2 separate regions of the Drosophila melanogaster genome follow, and region 2 is linked to region 1. A link is a contact called in public Hi-C data. All regions are on one chromosome and are shown on one strand. Each heading gives the region's core, a stretch centred on a gene start, on an enhancer-like site or on the middle of the called end of the contact. The rest is flanking DNA. Distances are from core to core; before and after follow the strand shown. Region 1 holds the start of lncRNA:CR44478 (long non-coding RNA:CR44478). Region 2 holds the start of CG43739.

Region 1 (5,487 bases), core at 762-3,261:
CGAACTGACTCATCATCCCGGAGGGATCTAGTTGATCTGGGTGATCTCGTCATGCATATGAGGACGATAAACAGCGGCATTCCAATCCCACGCATCAGTTAGTGCTCCCCCAAAGAGCAAGTACACTCGAACATTTGTTCACCAAATCGTTATGGGCTCATCCTATTTTTAGAAACCTGCCCATGGAGAGGTGATGAATCAATGTGGAAAGCGAGTGCACACGACGCCGTGCACGTAGTGCCTCCATCCTTGATTCCAATCGCATTTGACTGACTTGCGGGTCAAGCTGCCCTACTTATCTCCATTTGAACGGCGCCCACAAAGTACCTCCTCCATTCATGGAACATTCTATATTATTCACAGCTAAATTCTACATAATTCGTGTGCACGTCATTACGTCTCTCTGGGAACTGGGTGTTCTGGCGGGCAAGTGAAATCGCACTGACAAGTCCTTATCGCACCCGCATCACCAGGATGCGTCATCGAGCTTCCAACTTGAACCATATACGGCATGATGGCCAAGGTACACGTACAAAGCATTGGTTAGACTATGTACTGACTCATCTGTTAGTGGTAGGAATTCTTGGTAGTTACCCGGAGTCGGAAACACGGCGATGAGTATGAGTATGTCACCGCTGTTTCTTTTTTTGCTGCAGGTGGCTTTTCCCTCAATGGCGAAATAATTGGATCACCGATTGGCCAATAAGGCCCTCTGATTGATCGATAATGAACTGTCATGGTTGTGAGGTAATAATGAATCCAGTAACTTCCTGGGTTTTTACACTGAGTACATTTAATCAGTATATAGATACTTTTGATAGATACCTTAACAACTGGCTTGAACTTATGTTTAGATTCTTTGAATTCAAATGCTACATACATAGTACAGGCGGTTTAGGAATCCATATTTTAATGACCCAGAAGAAGATAATATTCTGCGCAACAATCAATTGCGAATTCAGGGAAATGCGAGATTGCCTTAATTAGAAATCGGACATATTTTATTATTCCAAGTTCCCCTTATCTGTTCGATATTTAAAGGCTGCCAAGCACGCACTCGCCCATAAAATACGCCTTATTTTGACCATAAACTCAGTATTCGCGCTAACGATTAAGATTGCGATGTTTATGTGAACTTAGTCAAGATTGTTTATGGCGGCGATGAATTGAAAATTACCAAAAACAAGGCCGCAAAATGTAATCAACGAGTATGTGTGTACGTATGTACGTACACTACGGCCAGGACTTGGGCGGAAACAATGATTATCAATTCCGGGAATCCTGCGGCAATTGTAGTGGGGAGTTTGGCAGAATTCCCTCGCCCATATAATACGACTTGATTTGGGTGGGCCGCAAATGGGGAAATTCGCTGGAACAATGATTGCAGACGAGCGTCTATCACTTCAAACTTATCGAACGTTGTTCGACCTTAGCGACTGATATCAACCCTGAACGATTTCCGTGGAATTCCCTTGTGTTAATCACCTAACGAGTCGCCTGTGAGTATCCATATGTATGTATGTGCATACATTTGTACGTACAGTCGCGTCATATGTTTGCGCCTAATCAAACACAGAAATGGGAAACCTTGTTGAACAATTCAAGCAATTAACAGTGCATATATTCTCACCACTTTTCCCAAAAATGGAAGGGAAAATATTCAAGTTGCTTCCCGGAAATGCGACCCGCAAGCGGTAAACAGTCAAAAATTGCAGCTTTTTAACGAGAATCGAGAAATTATAAATTAAGTGTTTTAGCCGGAAAACGATATGTATGAGTGCGGCCGCCACTGGCGTCGAAATTATAGGGTGTTCGATGGATCATAATGGCCCCAGCGATTCGATTTGTATGCACCGTTGGCCGCCTAACGGTAATTTGCACACTTATAGATACATAGATACTTTTTTTCTTCTCACTTTTCATGCACGACTCCATGCCGCACGTGCCACAGGCAATTTATCGCATTCAAATCGTACGATTGGATCAGGTGAGTGAGTGAGTGAGTAATCAATACATTCTGTCTAACGTTTGACACGATCGTTCGCATTAACCGCAGATAATTATTATCATTTTTCCCCCGATCGAAAGACTCAGCGACTCCGTCAACTTTTGCTGTTTGCTGTGTATTTACGACTATGATGAAATACAAAAAGAGTGACTTGAACTCAAGATTCAACTTCAGATTCCAAGAGACCCGCATGAGACGGCAGCCAGCTAACAAAATTTTTCAATGGAAATACAAAACTGAAACGGCAGATACTGAGATACTGAACTCGGGTCAGGCAAGAGGGACTGGATCCGCATGGACGACTACACTGAGAAAATTCCATATATTATATCAATAAGAAAGGATAAACGTGAACAAACAAACCCTAAATTTACTTCTGTCAAGTTAATAAAAATGGAATAAGATAAGCATGGCTTTAATGTGATATCCTAATACCCAAAACGAAGGCTTTTCGCTCAGTGCACCTCGAGGGTATCCGTAGGTAGGACAAGGCGTTCCATGAGTCACCCAGACAATGAGTAGCAGCAGGCTGTCCTAGGGACCGAATCCCGAGTAAACTACACACAGCCCCGTGCATTTCTGCCTACCGAGTATTTGGAGGGCTCGTCGAGCTGAACTTTCCCTCTTTACCTTTTTACTTTTGTTTTTCTTTCACTCCGCCGCTGCTGCTGCCGCTGCGCGCCAGTTGCCAGTTGCCACGCGGAGCCAACCGGCGGTGGCAGCTGAAGTTTTTCTGCGCCGCTGCAGACAATGCGAAATTTCGTCAGAAATCCAAATGCGGATAATGATCTAATACATAACTTGTTCGGGGTAAAAATGTTGATAAATGTTGCCGGCCAGAGACGGATGGCGATGGGCGAAAGAAAGCCAACAACGCGCAGTGGTTTGAATGGCTAATAAGGGACTGCTAATGAACGGGGGATTCACTGCCCAGAAATGTAGGAGAAAACTTGCAGAACTCAAGAGGAGATACATACATATGAATGTATTCAAATGTGAAGCAGAAAAGTGAATTTTATTTGCATTTATAACAGATTTGTAGGCAAAACGTTGTGTCTAAAAATAGTCAAAGACAATATATAAATACGAAACAAGATTTGCGTAAACCGAATGAATGGATTAATGACAAATTTAGATTAATTTAAAATTGTGAAGCCCGCTCATTCGGACAACTTGAAATAATGTAGGGGTATCATAGGTCTACAACTCAAGAAGTGAATATTCAAATAAACAGCGAAAAAAGGTTGGGTAGCAATTATGAACTTGTACAAGAATTGCCAATTTGTACTGGGATTTTTTCCATGTGCAAAAGTGCAAACAATTCAAATCCAATCTTATTATCTGTAAGTGAATAATTTTCGTACATGGGCCGCGCCCCTTCGTCAAGGCCCGTTATTAAAAAACCATTTGTAGCCCGGCACTCGAAATGAGTTTTTGTAACCTTCTCAGCTAACTTGGCCAACAACATTTGAGCCATGGCTTAGCTGGCTGTCCCACTGTTGGTATTATGTATTACGCAGAAATTGTCACAACAAAGCAGCAAAAGCAACAGCAACACGAATTGCGGTCAACGGGGCGTATGGGGAACGCACTGTGGGCTAGTGCAAAAAGCGAGTTGGGAACAGGAGTCAAGCAAGCAGCTGAATACTCTACGGAATGATTAACTTCCAGATTTCAGTTTTTCATTTAAATGGGAGCAATATTATAGGTGTAATTCTTATGTTTCTAGTAAAGCTATAAAATGTAAAATCAGAATCTATTTATTGCAGTAGTAGTAGCACTAATCGCGCATGCTAACGACATGATCACGAAGTTGTCACTGCGATATAGTACAAAATAAATAAATATGTATTTTATTATACATATGGCGGAGACTTGTGAAGCAGCCAGTGGACCCAGTTGCCATGCGGAGGAATCTCGCGACGAGAAGAAACCTCAACGACAATGAAAAAGCCAGCGACTCAGGAGCGAAAAATCCGCGGGTTGGAGGGCGTAGGATTTTAAAGCGAATTCAATTACTTTTTGTTGCCGCCGACATCGCTGCTTATATTTTGTGTATTTCTCTTTTTGTTTCCATTTTGCTTTGCATTTACTGGGAATTCGCAAATGAAGTTCGCTCGAAAATAAAATCACATGCAAAGCGGAGCAGTAAAGTGCCAAAGAAACTGGAGTGGGGCAAGTGGGGCATGGGGCATGGGGCATGGGGGGTGTTCGCGTTGGGGATCTTGGGAAAGTGTATGCCGTTTTGATATATTTTTTCGCAGGAAAATTGAAATGGGATTTATTACGCTTCGGGCACTCGGATTCGAAATTCGCCCATTCATCGCGCCGCGGGTCGAAAGTGATAAACAAACAAAAAAAAAACGCCGCTCATCTTTCAAGGCGATGCGGCATTCAAATGCCAGTGCGATATATGGAACTTTAATTAGCGTTTCCAGTAAAACAAATTCAAAGTTCGTGACTGATTATGTTCGACGGGGCTGCTTCTGCTTGAAGGCTACCTAGTGGTACAATATGTATCTCCATTGACGTAGGAGCACACATTTTGTTTATATTACGTTTACGCCCGAATTTGTTATCTCGCTTATCACGCACGAGTGGTGGCGGTGGCGGAGGGGGGGGGGGGGTGTGGGTCGGTGCTGATTATCTAGGCCCGAGAGCGATAATAACGAAAATAATAATATTAACATTTAATGTGAAGAGAGGCGATTTCTTGGAAATTCGCACACATCGGACTAACAGCGCTCCATTATAAATCCATCGCACACAAACACACTCGCATTCATATGGGCGGAAAAATTCCTGGAAAATATGCACACGGTACTCACATGCCGGTGAAGTCATGGAGTTTCTGTATCTGTGTCTGTGTGCGGTTTTCTGATTAAACGAAAGCACTAACGAAAATTCAACTTAATTCGGTCCCAGGTCCGGGTTAGGCCCGAATGTATCTAGTTCTTTCCCCTTTTTCGCCTTTGGCCAAAATGGCCAAAAAAGATGGTTTCCCCAGATACATTTGAGTCGACGGGCTCTCCTTTTTTTCTGTTTTGATTGAGCCCAAGTTATGACCATGGGCTCACGGAACTTTTGTTACGGAAACGGTAACGGAACACCAACTACCTGAATAAATATTGTGTTCTTTTTTTTTTTTTTGATAAGTTTGTTGTGGAGGCATTGTCATATCACAATCGCATTATCTCACAAATAAGGCGGATTCGTCGTTGCTAGCTTCTGAACTTATATATTTGTATACATTTGTATTTATCCCGAGTTTAGTTCGGACAGCTAATAATTTGGGGGACTGTAGCTAATAGTTTGATGGATCTACCAAAGCATAATTAATTATGCATTCTAATTTTAAACACAAGGGATTAGAAGCAATAAAATTCCAACCGTTACTGTTTTGAATGATGACGTTAAGCCCAACCTATTCTGGACTTTCGAAAGGCATTACCTACCCCAAGTTTATAGAAACGTGACTG
Region 2 (5,487 bases), core at 2,176-4,675, 2.8 Mb after region 1:
TTAAAATGTAGGAGAGCGATCAAATCCAAAATGCTATTTTGAATATTATTTCATTCACAAAAAATTATTATTACTGTGTGGTGTGGACTGGACTGGATAAACGGACAGATAAATAGATGGATGTGAGACTCTGTGCAACGCGACGTTGACTTATTGAAATCGATTGATTCTGATTCCAGTCGGTCAGCTTTGGACTTACATTTTCTGGCTGACTCGCCTGCCGGATCTGTATCTATATATTGCACGACTGCTTTTTTTTTATTTTGCGAGGCACTTTTAAAAAGTCGTTTTGTATCGGACATCTCAAGTGAGCGAACGGTTCGATGGGACCAGCTGACAGACAGTTTACCCAAATACAATTTGTTCATTGCCAGTCAAATGGATTTAGATAGATAGTTAGTTATGCGCAAGTACCTGGCTCATGTTTTGCCGATTTAGTGTTCCTTTATGCGGCTCTCTGGCCCGCAGATAAGATAACCAAGCAGAGAAATTTAATTTTTGGCAAATGTTTGCTGATTGCATTGCCTTTTCGTTGAAACTCAGCCAGCAGGACTGTATTTATAGTTATAGATTAAACAAATTATATGACCCAATGAGGAATATTTATCGCTTAAACAAATGTTTGAAGTACAAACAGAGTTATAATTAATAACTCCAAAGGTCGTCTATTTTGCAATCGGAGATTGCCAAACCCAAAAAATATTTATCTATTGATGAGTCATGATTAGGAAGATATAAGACATAAAATGTTTATTTGGGGGAAATACGGAAGGGGTTTTTTGAAGTTACACATTTGTAGCTGTTGAACTTGTGCATAAGTCCACATAAATTCCAAACTAAAGTATAAAATCACTACATATACCATAAATTTATATTAAACTTATAATAAACTTATATTTAGGCTATAAACATAAAATATGGGACAAAAAAAAAGCCAACGACCAACATAATCCACCGTAAATTTAAGAACAAAACGGAACTCGCTTTTTACAACATTTTTAATGCCTAACTAAACAGCATTAAAAAGTTGAACTTCTTTCTCGCTATCAACATGGAATAACGTGGTTTGCTGCCGTCATAAATTGTGCAAGGTTGAACGAAAAATAACGTCTATCTAATCAGTTATGTAGGTATAAAGAGCACATGAAAGTTAAAAAACGGCATTTTAAGACTTATACAATTTTGTTGGATCTCAGCAAAAACAAATTTGAATAAAATGTATGATCACAATGAATCACAAAGAACAATCATATCATGATTGAACCCTTTAGTCCACGTGAATTGCAATTTATTATCAAAATAACAAATGAATCATAGAAATGGTGATAGTGCAACTAAATTCGAAATTCTCTTGGGTAGAGAGCGATAAAAAAAGGGATGGGAGAGTGACTGCTATTACCTGTCAATATCTGATGTTTTTGTTCTTGTTTTCCTTGCCCTTCTTCGTTGGTTATTTTTACTTTTTTTCTGTGTTCTTGTTCCGTTCTCTTTTTTCTGATTTGCTGCACTTGTTCTTTTTCTTATCCTCCTTCGTTGTTTTTATGCACTCGTTTTTTGTTTTGCTTGCTTCGTCCGTTTTATCGTGTTGTCACGTTTTCACTTTCACAGGTAAATTCTAAAGGAGCAAGATATATATTCTCTTTCCCATTTTATTACTCTGCCCAAGGGGGCGTGGCCGGGGAGGCGAAGGGCACTATTTGGCCTTTACACACACACTCACGCACGCACACAGAGGAGAGTGAAAAAGCGAGATGGATAAATAAACTACCTTAAAAGATGGATTTTCTAGTTTCCGAAATTCGCGTATTTCGTATATTTAAAGTGGTTTAACTATTTTCGCCCTACATCCATTTTTTTTTATATATATTTTTTATATTCTTTTTTTTATGTTTGTTTCAGCGGGAACCGAAAACACAAGCAGCGCGGTCGAAAAATTATCGGGCAATACGAAAGAGCGCCTTTTGCGGGTTGCTTAAATAGACTTTCGTTTGCTGCTTCGGTTGCGAACCTCTCGTCGTTGCTCGCTCTCCAACGTTTGACGAACAGTGGGATTAATGTGCAGTGGTATGCATGAAATACTGTTTTTTTTTTTTAGTTATTATTGTTTATTGTTTAGGAACAATTTACAAAATCTCATTATTAAAAAACTAAAGAATAATAAAATCATGATTTTATCAAGCTAATTCCAACTTTACTAAAACATAACATAACAACAATTTAGTGTATTTATATCAGTGAATTCGGATTTTTCACACAAAAAATCCTGTTTTAAGCACTGAAATAATGGCAGAAAGGATTAAGAACTTTCCCACTGTGCGGTTGGATGTCGGACGAGTGAGACTTAAAGAAGTTTGAGAGAGCATCACCCAAACCATACAAGTAAAAAACTAATGTTAGCAAATGAATTTATACATATTTTTGCAAATAAACCAACTTTTGAAATACACAAAATTATTATGAATGGAAATTTCTTTAAAGCCAAACAAAATTTTCACAATGCCGATAAGCAGGGTGCGTGATACCGTTATAAAAAGTGGGAGAATAGGGAGAGAGCAGCAAGTGCGCAAGTGTGTGTGGTAAAAAGGTACCCCTATCACAATGCAGTTCACAAAAATAGTCACCATCTGTGCCCCTGGTTTTGGATATTCTAGATCTTTCTTCAATATACATATTTCAGATTTCAGATCTCGTTTTTTATTTATTTATGATTCTTAATGCTTTCGTACGGAGTAGTAATTTGCGTTAAAATGTTGTGCCAATAAGATGCCAAGGCAAACGCCTCTTACAGATTGTTTTCTTAAAAAGTGATAACAATTCAGCAGAATAAATTACAAAAATTGCAGAACATTTCACACGTGGTTTTTTTGGTATTGCAACTTCACGCAACAGAAATTCCCGAACACGCACACATGAGCACAAACAGAACACGTCAACAACAACAATTCTTCTTCTTTCCCATCTCTTTCTCGCTCCAATTGTGTTTGTATGAGTTTAAAAGGCAAGGGAATTGTTAATTTTAGTACATTGCTTAGCACTTGATTTAAACGCGCAAATTGGTGACACAAATATCGATTTATTAAGTTTGAACTATTTAATTTGTCGCGCCTTTCAGCTTGCAAATAGAAGTATTTACTTTAGACAATCGGATGACGCTTTTGATTTCGCATTTGTTTGCGACTGTGTGTGTGCGACGAGCCTTCTAATTCCGACAAAAAGAAGAAGAGCACCATTCGGTGGCCTAATTTGTTTCACTTCTCCGGAATCAAGCTTTTCCGATGCCTGCTTCTATTAACCTTTATTTAATATGACTCGTGCGTTCGACGATATTTTTGCAGTAGTTATTTTCTTTTCGTGCTTGTGGAGTGCACCTCTTTTATGCCGCGTTTGAAGAAGAAGCACAACGTAGTAGTGTTTGAATGTACTGCGGAATTTAGGGATGGGAATGCGTAGCTCTTGCAATCGATAGCTCGATAAGTCCCCTTTCGCGTTTCGCAGCACTTGGGCGGGATTTTTAAATCTAAGGTGTGACTATTGTGAATCGAGAAAAAATGCACATTTCCACTTTTCCAGTAATTTTCGAGTTGCTCAAAAGATATTAAAAACTTGTTGCATTTGAAAATTAAATGGTCTTTGTTCGTTTAAGTTTACAACTATATCGAGTCTTAATCTCTGAGTTTTCACATAGAAATATAGTTTTTATGCAAGGAATCTCCAATAATCTCTTGAGTAGAATCTACAAGTCCCTAAAAATGAGGTTGCACATTTCGTTGTTTTTTTGGTTGAGGGCAAAAGTGCAGCCGGCAGTTTTGTGGGAGAGTGTAGAGCGCACATGTTTGGCATAAGGACGATCAACAGACTGCAGGAAAACCGAACGAACGTTGGTTTGTCTGTGAAGGAGGCTTTCAATTAGCATGTGAGTCATTAAAATAGTTCTAGCAAACTTACTTGAGAAGCTGTTCAGGTCGCTGGAGTTGCATGCACAATTTAATGCCGCTGTAGAAGTCCAAGTCCGCATTCAGACTCAACTTTGGTTCGTGGGTGATGCTGAAATCCTGCACTAATTTCGCATACGTAAAGCCAACGGCCAAATGACCAAGAACAGCGCTGCCAGTGCTATAAGCCAAAAGTTAATCGTGAGTTAAATAACATTCCAATCAAATGCTTTGGCTTTTTCACTTACTTCTGCTGGATTTCCGTCTGGGCATTTCGATTCCACAGGCTGAATCCCACCTTGCCATTGAGATCCACACTCCTGGCGCCCAGAACTCGCCAGTGGAGCGTCGCCCCGGAGGTCAGGATTATGTAGTGCTCGTTATCCTGGGACAAAGTGGTTGCCTGGTAAGCGGGCGTTGAGTCCGAGGCACTTCCTCCCCACACGTGACCCATTAGCTCGGTCTGACCGCTGAAGAATACTAGGGGTCGCAATTGAGCACCCTGCACACTGATCTCCATGCCCGCGGTGACCGCTTCGTCTTCGCTGAACTCATCATCCGCCGGGATTGCATCATTTCCATCGCCGGAGTCACCATCGCCTACCAGCGAGCCCAAGCCGGCAGTGTAGATGCCCAATTTAAAGCTGCTGGCTTGGGAACGGCCTGCGTGGAGCAGAAATTCCACGGAGCCACGTTTCAGGATTCCCTGATACACTTCCTGGGTACTTAGCAGGGTTTCGTTGAAGGCTGGAGCCTGGGAAAGCTGACGGGTGAGGACTGTCGTAAGACCTGTAAGTATTAAAGTTCATAATTGTTTGAACAGTGTCATTAGGAAATTAGGTACTCACCCTTTTGTCCCAGCACATTGTAGTTGTTTACATGCCTCCGCTTGACAAGCTCCGATTTGAACAAAGCCCTAAATCGCGGGCACTTCTCAGCCAGCATTCTTAGCTTCTGCAGCACGTATGTTTTGATCTCAAACTGGCGATCATTGGAGGCTAGGTAATCCAAGAAGTTGCCCAATTGCTCCTGAGTTGGCCGGAGGGACAGGATAATATCAAGAGCCAGAGTGCGAGCGGAGCTATCAAAGCGACGCTTTCGCTGGTAGAATATGCTCTCGAACTGCAAGCGATGTGAAGAGTTAAAGCTACCTAGGGGAAAGGCTTTCAGAGCCTGTAAGGCAGCCACCGATAAATTGGGAGCCTCGCCAGTTTGAGCGTGCTCCAGCAGAGCTTCAATGGTAGCAGGATCCTGGAGATTTTGCAGAGCCCTTATGTACAAGGTAGGCTCCTTGGAGGTGAGACCTTGCAGTAGATAAGAACGCACTTCCTTCAACAAAGGATCTTCAACATCTAGTCCGCTTTGGCGGGTCAAGGTGGCCACGGTTTGGATAACGCTTTCCCTCAGCTTTAAATGCTTTTTGATAGATTCCTGTTCTAGCAATCCAAACAAGTGCTCAACTATTTTCCTGTCTGGATGGGTGGCGACCGCCAGGGACTGCAGGTATTTCTCTAGCAGATCCAATTGCTCGCTTGTGGTTTCCGACTCCTTGTAA

What was found. A called contact is a pair of places that touch in the nucleus more often than the background predicts.
Region 2: a contact with region 1 is called in a Hi-C map of the Kc167 cell line, with 3 times the contacts expected there. The contact joins the promoter of CG43739 here to the promoter of lncRNA:CR44478 in region 1.

The regions. Positions count from the first base shown.
Region 1 is chr2L:18,143,087-18,148,573 of dm6, forward strand. lncRNA:CR44478 (long non-coding RNA:CR44478) reads left to right here and starts at 2,012. Exons shown (of 1, transcript NR_124351.1): 1 at 2,012-2,413. The region is part of intron 1 of Socs36E (Suppressor of cytokine signaling at 36E); the gene reads right to left.
Region 2 is chr2L:20,915,506-20,920,992 of dm6, forward strand. CG43739 reads right to left here and starts at 3,426. Exons shown (of 11, transcript NM_001273719.1): 1 at 3,294-3,426; 2 at 1,400-1,615. It overlaps sky (skywalker), which reads right to left and starts at 3,426. Exons shown (of 11, transcript NM_206017.3): 1 at 3,134-3,426; 2 at 1,400-1,615. It overlaps Mtp (Microsomal triacylglycerol transfer protein), which reads right to left. Exons shown (of 6, transcript NM_136231.4): 3 at 4,781-5,487; 4 at 4,181-4,721; 5 at 3,946-4,113; 6 at 3,589-3,887. The coding sequence ends at 3,734.